Regions from separate parts of the Rattus norvegicus genome. Here region 1 is linked to region 2. The links are chromatin contacts, called in public Hi-C maps. All regions are on one chromosome and are shown on one strand. Each heading gives the region's core, a stretch centred on a gene start, on an enhancer-like site or on the middle of the called end of the contact. The rest is flanking DNA. Distances are from core to core; before and after follow the strand shown.

Region 1 (3,587 bases), core at 794-3,293, 51 kb after region 2:
TGTTAAAGTGTGCTGGCATTTCGTTTCATTTTGACTGACTCCAGCTGTTTCTCAGAAAGAAGATTGGGCAGTATGCAAATCATCTGTCGTCTATACATGGGCCCATCACAGAAAGCTTCACTTAGAAAAGCGTTCTCTCCAACGTGGGAGAAGACTCACAAAGAGCCCATACAGAATGTAGCATGTTGAAGCGGTTCCTGTGTTTGTGGTGTGTGTGGCAGTATGGTGAGGAGTCCCTCATTCTCTGTCCGGTTCCTTTTTCCCAGCCTTCTACACTGGGTCCTATCCCTGTTTGCCAACTTGGACTTTATTTCTTGCTGCCTTTCCTTGTTGCCTCTGTCTCCTTAGCCTACAAATGTGCTCACGTCTCCTGTGGCCTAAAATCACTTTTCATCTCTGCTGCTCCCTGGAGTTTCCATTCTGTTTCACCTCTTTCTTCCATTGCCAACATCTCCGTGAAGTTGTCAGTGTTTGCTGCCTGATTCTGGCGAGGAGCACTCTCTCTGCACCCTCCACTACCCAAGCACTGTGTCTGCCTTCCATGGTGGCTCTGGCAGGCATACTCTTGCTTCACTTTCCAGTTTTAGGGCAGGGCTTTCCTGTGACTGACATATTCTTCCCTTTCCCTTTCAATTCCTAGGACTTAAATTTGTGATAACCAAGGACGTTTCTTAATTCAAGAACATGGAAAGGAGGGGTTGGGGATTTAGCTCAGTGGTAGAGCGCTTGCCTAGAAAGTGCAAGGCCCTGGGTTTGGTCCCCAGCTCCGGAAAAAAAAAAAAAAGAACATGGAAAGGATTAAGCCCTATCTGATGATGAAGAACTAAAAGCCCAGCTTCTAGGGAAGGTAGGACAGGAAGATTAAAAAAGTTCGACCTGGACTAGAAAGTGAGTTTCAAGGCTAGCTTTGGCAAGTTCAGATGTACCACATCTCAGGAACAACAACAACAACAACAACAACAACAACAACAACAACAACAACAACAACAAAATAAAGAGAAGGATGCAGAAATAACTCAAGGGTAGAATGTTTTCCCACTGCTCCATACTGAGAGATAGATTTATAGATGTTCCTGACTTTCTGCTGAAACACATTTCTGTCTAGTATCCTGTGTTTCGGGCATATAACTCACATCTAAAGCTAATAGCTTTGGGGATGGTAAGATAGCTCAGCTGGCAAAGTGCTCTCTTTGTAAGCATGAAGAGCTGACTCTCATTGCAAACATGAAGAGCCAAATTTGAGTTCCAGAAACCACATTTAAAAAGCCAGGCATTCTTGTCGTCTAGCACCCAAAATAAGACCTACAGACATAACTCCAGTTTATGTGTTAAATAGGATAGGAGTTTTGTAAGGCTCAACTTATAGATGAATCAGGAAGAGGATGGTTACTGAAAGAGGAAGAATCGGTCTTCAGTAGTCCTCTTCTAGGTCAGCCAATCTGAATTGGTCAGTCCTAAACACGTGGGCGATGAGTAGGGAAGTGTGTGTAAAGTATTTACATATGTGTAACAATTTTAGGAAAGAGGAGGAAGAATATGGGAGGTGTTGAGTATAAGGAGAAGGAAAAGTGAAAATGATGTAAATAGGGAATCCATGTATGAAATTCTCAAAAACTATAAACCTTAAATCCTGAAGGGTTAAAAAAAAACCTGAGAATGATGGTGTATACTTGTAACCCAATATCAGGGGAGCAGAGGCAGAAGGACCCTTCGGATTTTCATCTTCAGACAGCTAGTGAGTGTGTGTAATGCAAACTGGTACTTCACGAGCCTCCCAGGCATCCCCTCCCAAACCACAAGCCATGGACCTAACTCCATGCATGTCACGGGCTATACTTTGTGCTTCACCCAGCCAATGAGGTCCGCCCAATGATTTTAAAATAACCAAAAGTATACACGGCCAGCTTTAAAGCAGCAGATGGTACTTCTGCTGCAAGCATTTTGTGCTGCCAAGTCACCCACACGTCCCTCGCCACAGCCGAGAGGGGAAGGGAAGAACTATATTTCCTTCTTTTCTTGGAATTACCATCATTTCTCATCTCCAATGCCAATGTCTACTCCCAGGATTAACAAGAGAAGAAAAGTCTCACTGTTCTGGAAATGCCAGAGAACGTTCCAAAAGGCGCTTAGGCTTTTTCCTAGCAACAGATCCAACAGCTTCTTCCACAATCTTCCGGGTGGCAGAGCCCTTGTGGGTCTCTCACTCTCTGCCACTTAACTAGCCATGCAACCTTAGCTCATGTGTTCAGGTTCTGTGCCTCAGTGTTCTCTTCTGGCAAATGGGACAATGACGATGCCTGTGTCAAAGTGGTAGGAGGGTCAAATACATACATTGGAATCCAGTAGCAAAGAGTGGAGTAAACACCCATGTGCTTCTTTTATTTGCACAGGGAAATAGACGTTGGGTCAGTGGAAGAGATGTGGACTAAGAATAAGCACCAGGCATCTTTGGTCCTGACTTTGTCACTGTCTGAATCACCAAGAAACTAGGGAAATTTAAAAAAATGCCATTTCTCTCTCTCTCTTCTCTCTCTCTCTCTCTCTCTCTCTCTCTCTCTCTCTCTCTCTCTCTCTCTCTATGTACATCTTCCAGATGAGCTGGGAGCACTCTTATCTACAACAGGTGTTATTATTGTTTGTTTTAGTTATTATTTTTATTCTTTTTATTGAAAATAGATTCTTTTCTTTTATACAATATATCCTGATTACAGTTTCCCCTCCTTCTATACCTCTCAGTTCCTTCTCACCTCCCTTCCTCAATCTACTCCCTTTCTGTCTCTCATTAGAAAAGGACAGGTTCCATTGTAGTTCCATTCATTTGCCTACAAATTTCGTGGTGTCATTTTAACAATTGAGTATTACTCTACTGTGTAAATATACCACATTTTCTTCATCCGTTCTCTGGTTAAGGGACATCTAGATTGTTTCCAGTTTCTGGCTACTGTGAATAAAGCACCAACAAACATGATTGAACAGGTGTTCTTCTGGTAGGATGAAGCATCCTTTGGGTATTTGCTCAAGAATGGTACAGCTGGGTCTTGAGGTAGATCAATTTTCAACACTGAGGAGCTGCCATATTGATTTCCCTAGTGGCTATACAAGTTTGCATTTGCACCACCAATGGAGGAGTATTCCCATTATTGTACATTTCCACTAACATGAGCTTGTGTTATTGATCTATGCCATTCTGAGAAGTATAAGGTGAAATCTCCAAGTAGCTTTGATTTGCATTTCCTTGATGACTAAAGATGTTGAACATTTCTTAAGTATTTCTCAACCATTTGAGTTTCCTCTATTGTGAATTCTCTGTTTATAACTGTAGCACTTTAAAATTGAATTATTTTTAATTTTTTTAGTTCTTTATATATTTTGAATATTAGTCCTCTATTGTATGTCAAGTTGGTGTTTTTTTTCCTAATTCTATAGTCTGCTGATTGTCTGAATAACACTGTCCTTTGTCAAGCAGAAGCTTTTTGTTTTATGAGATCCCCTTTATTCTCTGTGCCTGAACTATTGATGTTCTATTCAGGAAGTCTTCTCCTATGGCAATGAGTTCAAGGCTAGTCCCCATTTAGGAATAGGGGTTC
Region 2 (3,525 bases), core at 120-2,619:
ATATGGGTTAAGAAACTTGGTTGAGAAAATCAGGCAAAGGACATAAAAAGGGGAAAGTAAGGGGAAGATAGAACTGGGGGAAGAAAAGAAAAAAGAAAAAGAAAAAAAAAAGTCTAAAGCCTATTCTCTCCAGGTACCACTGGAGGGCTCCATGGCTCTCTATGGAGGTGCTACTCCCATGGAAAGAAAAAAAACTTTTTGTACTCTGTCATTGACACAGCATGGTACAGTGGTCAATACTATGGGTTTAGGAATCAAGTTTGAGTCGTAATACTGTTTGAGGCTATGAAGGGGATCCTGTATGTTGGAGAAAGAAGAACGCTGTGCACATGAATGCATGTAGGTTGAAGCTTAAGTTCAAATTAAAGGTACAGCACGGGCAGAGGAGCTGTCAGGACTCTGAAGCATGGCCCGGATCTGGTTTTAGTCATGAGTCCCAATCTAACGCCTATTCCGGAGGCTGAAGGCTTATGAGAACTTCTGAAAGTAAATGGTAAGCTGGGTAATACCGGGCTGAGTATACCTGGGCCTGCAGAAGGGAGTGGGCCCAGTTAAGTGGCTCTGTGCCTTGGACATCATCATGCTATAAGGGGCGAGGGTTCTCCAAAATCTGAATTGTGTAGCATGAAGTAGGTTTACTCAAATTCTACACATATTTTTTAAAGTTGCTTCACATTGAAAAAAAAAACTTGTATAATATTTTGCAGTCTGGAAAGCTAATTTCAGCTACTCCAGAAACCCAATCCCTACTGAAAATAGCATCTGCATATTACACGCTGAAGGGACCCTTCCTCAGATGTATTTGGAAATGACAGTTGTAAAACTATAAACCAGTACTCAACCCATGCCAATTAGAGTTTCAAAGGCTTGAAATACTTTAAAGGAAGAGACGAGAGGGGGGAAGGCTTGGAGGTGAGAGGAGGGAGGGAATGTGTGATCCAGATCCATCCATCACACTCACGCGGAAATCTAAAGGAGAGTGGCATTTAAAACACACATTTTCTGGAACATCTTCCTAACACCCATCCCAGTTACCAGTTCTCCCGAACAGTCCTGCGTCCCTGGCCCCACAGCCACCACCTCATGCAGTGCGCGGTGGCGGAGGTCCGGAGTAGTGCGACCTCTCAGGTGAGGGGCCACTCAATCCACAAGGATCTCAAGGCTGGAGCCCATTCGATGCAGCCTCAGCTGCGAATGGGAGGGGGTTAGCCCGGAGGGGAGGGGGCGGGTGACGCCCGGTGAGTGCGGGGGAGGGGGACGCGGGGACGCTAGGAGAGTCGGGAGGGGCCTGAGCGCGACGCTGGGTATCGCGGGGAGCGGAGGGCGGGAGCGTCGGGGACGCGCGCTTCGCCTGGGTCGCTGGCGGACGCGCGCCGCAGTCCGAGCCTCAGACGCGCGAGCGCGAGGGACCGTGCAGGGACAGAGAGACTGGGGCAGCTGGAGGCGACAGCTTTGGAAGCTTCAGGAAATACGCACGACAGCTGCACTCTGCGGTCTTGGGCAGTAGCGCCCCGGCAGGGCGGTGGGCGCGGCACAAAAACGTGAGTAGCCCTGGGTGTGTCTGGCGGTTGCATTGGTGACACTCAGTCCTGGTGGGTTGACGCGGCTGGAGCAGAACAAGGAGCCCCAGGCTTCCGCGTTGTCACTCAGACTCTGCCGCCCGGGCTCAGCCCAGGCTCTTGTGGGAGTCTGGCAGTGTCTGCAGTATGGGAGAAACAGGTCGGCGACTTCATTTTCTCTTGCAAGCCCTTGACACAGTCAGGGCACCGGCTAGAAAAAAAGGAGACGCGCGCCCTGAGAAGACGCTGCTTCGACCCCGCAGCTCGGGTACCGCGGGCGAGCGCCCACCAGCTCCTCCGGTCCCGGGTCAACTTCAGCCTGGGTGCCGGCGCCCCACGCCTCTCCGCAATCCCTGCCTAGAGGTCTGCCTGTGAACAGATGGGTATTACACAGCTTTCTGGGCTGGGATGCAGAGGACGCGGAGTGTCACAAGACAGGGTCGCCCGGCGGCGAAGAGCGCCTGAGTCCCGCTCGCTAGTCGCGCAGCGGCGTGCGCGCGTTCGTGTCCCCGCGGACACATCTGGGCGTGGGCTTTGTTCAGATGTGCTCACACCTGAGCGAATCGCCGTGAGCGGGGGGCGATGCTGACTGCCCTCCTCAGCTTTCTCAGCCCTGGCAAGGACTCAGGGAATCAGAGGGAAACAGAATAGACACCAGGGTCGGCGCGCTGGGGACACTTGCTTTGTTGGCCTCCAGGTGAGGGCCGTGACAGTTTCCCCACCACCCACAGCCTCTGTGGACAGGAGATTCTCAGGGCTGGCGCGCCGGGTTTGGGACAGACTGGAAAGAGCCTCTTCCCTGTTCCGGCTTGGCTCTCTAGGGTGAATCTGACTACAGCTTCGCCCTGGGGTACTGTGATGAGCCTGGAGTAACTGCCGGCGCTAGAGCATCGTCTAGCTGCGAGCGCCATCTGTGCCCGGCACCGCCCCGGGCTCTCCAGGCATCGCGGGTGGGCGCCGCAGCACTCTGGTTCCCGTGGTGTGTGAATTCGGCCACTCTCGGCCCACATCTGCCACAGCACAGAGTGGGGACAGGATTTCGCAGTAGGCAGAGCCAGGGAGTCATTCTCTGAGAAGTGTTCTCTGGTTAGCAGGTGCAGCCTGAGTTCCCAGGGTCCATCGGGCTGGTGGACAGGTCATTTCTTTCCCTTTGCTCCGGGCTACCTCTTCAGATCCCGAAGCTGGCTGGAGGTCCCTGTGCTTCTGCCAACACAGAGGGAGGTCACCAAGAGCAAGAGTCCCTCTTCTACCTCACCCCTTGTTCCCCTTTCCTCACTCACCGCTCCAGCACTAGGGTAAATGGAGAGGGAAGAAGTCCAGTGAGGGAAATGTTCTTTTCCTTCTCTAGTCTTGGGTGGTTAATACTCAGGAGTGTGGTTCTGAGGAACAGGGTCCTTCCTTGCCTAAGCTCTAGCTGGAAGCAGTGGAGCGGAGTATAATGGGGTAGGCAGCCTTGTTTCTTCACTCACCAGGAGCTCCCCCTGGGGTTGTTCTGGGGAGGAACACAGTGTCCACTGAATACAAACCTGCCTGAGTTAGGCTGCTTCTGAAACAGCCTATGCTAACCACCCATTCGCTGCTGTGAGGCCTTCCAGAAGTGCTAAGACAAGGTAGACAAGCGAATTCTTTGCATTGATGATATGGTGGGCACTATATTGGGAGAGATCCAGGAACTATGGACATACCACACCTCATGTCAATTCCCCTAACAACTCCATCTCAAAATTAAGAGACGGCGGCTTAGACAGGTCAAGTAACTTTCACAAGACCACATAGCCAGGGAGCGGGGCAACTTTCCTAGTCAGAACATTGGAAGTGTGGTCTTCTTGAGAGACTTCTCATGGATTTAAAGAAAACTCAAATCCTGAGTATTCAACACCAAAAATACTATACCATTTAACACAAATATAAAGCTTTTTAATTCGGACTGGTGCAGACTTTTTGGTAACTGGCAATGCTGTAGTTT

Evidence for each region. A called contact is a pair of places that touch in the nucleus more often than the background predicts.
Region 1: a contact with region 2 is called in a Hi-C map of frontal cortex, with 2.7 times the contacts expected there. The contact joins the enhancer-like site here to the promoter of Nrcam in region 2. A contact is called at or near these places in 2 of 12 Hi-C or Micro-C datasets (frontal cortex and hepatocytes).

What each region holds. Positions count from the first base shown.
Region 1 is chr6:67,178,633-67,182,219 of GRCr8, forward strand. All of the region lies in intron 1 of Nrcam (neuronal cell adhesion molecule), which reads left to right. Among named protein-coding and RNA genes, the nearest start is that of Nrcam, 51 kb to the left of the region's middle. Within about 2 kb of position 2,044, at least 32 of the 93 cell types and tissues checked have an H3K27ac peak or open chromatin away from gene starts, as enhancers often do.
Region 2 is chr6:67,128,448-67,131,972 of GRCr8, forward strand. It overlaps Nrcam (neuronal cell adhesion molecule), which reads left to right and starts at 1,370. Exons shown (of 33, transcript NM_013150.3): 1 at 1,370-1,541.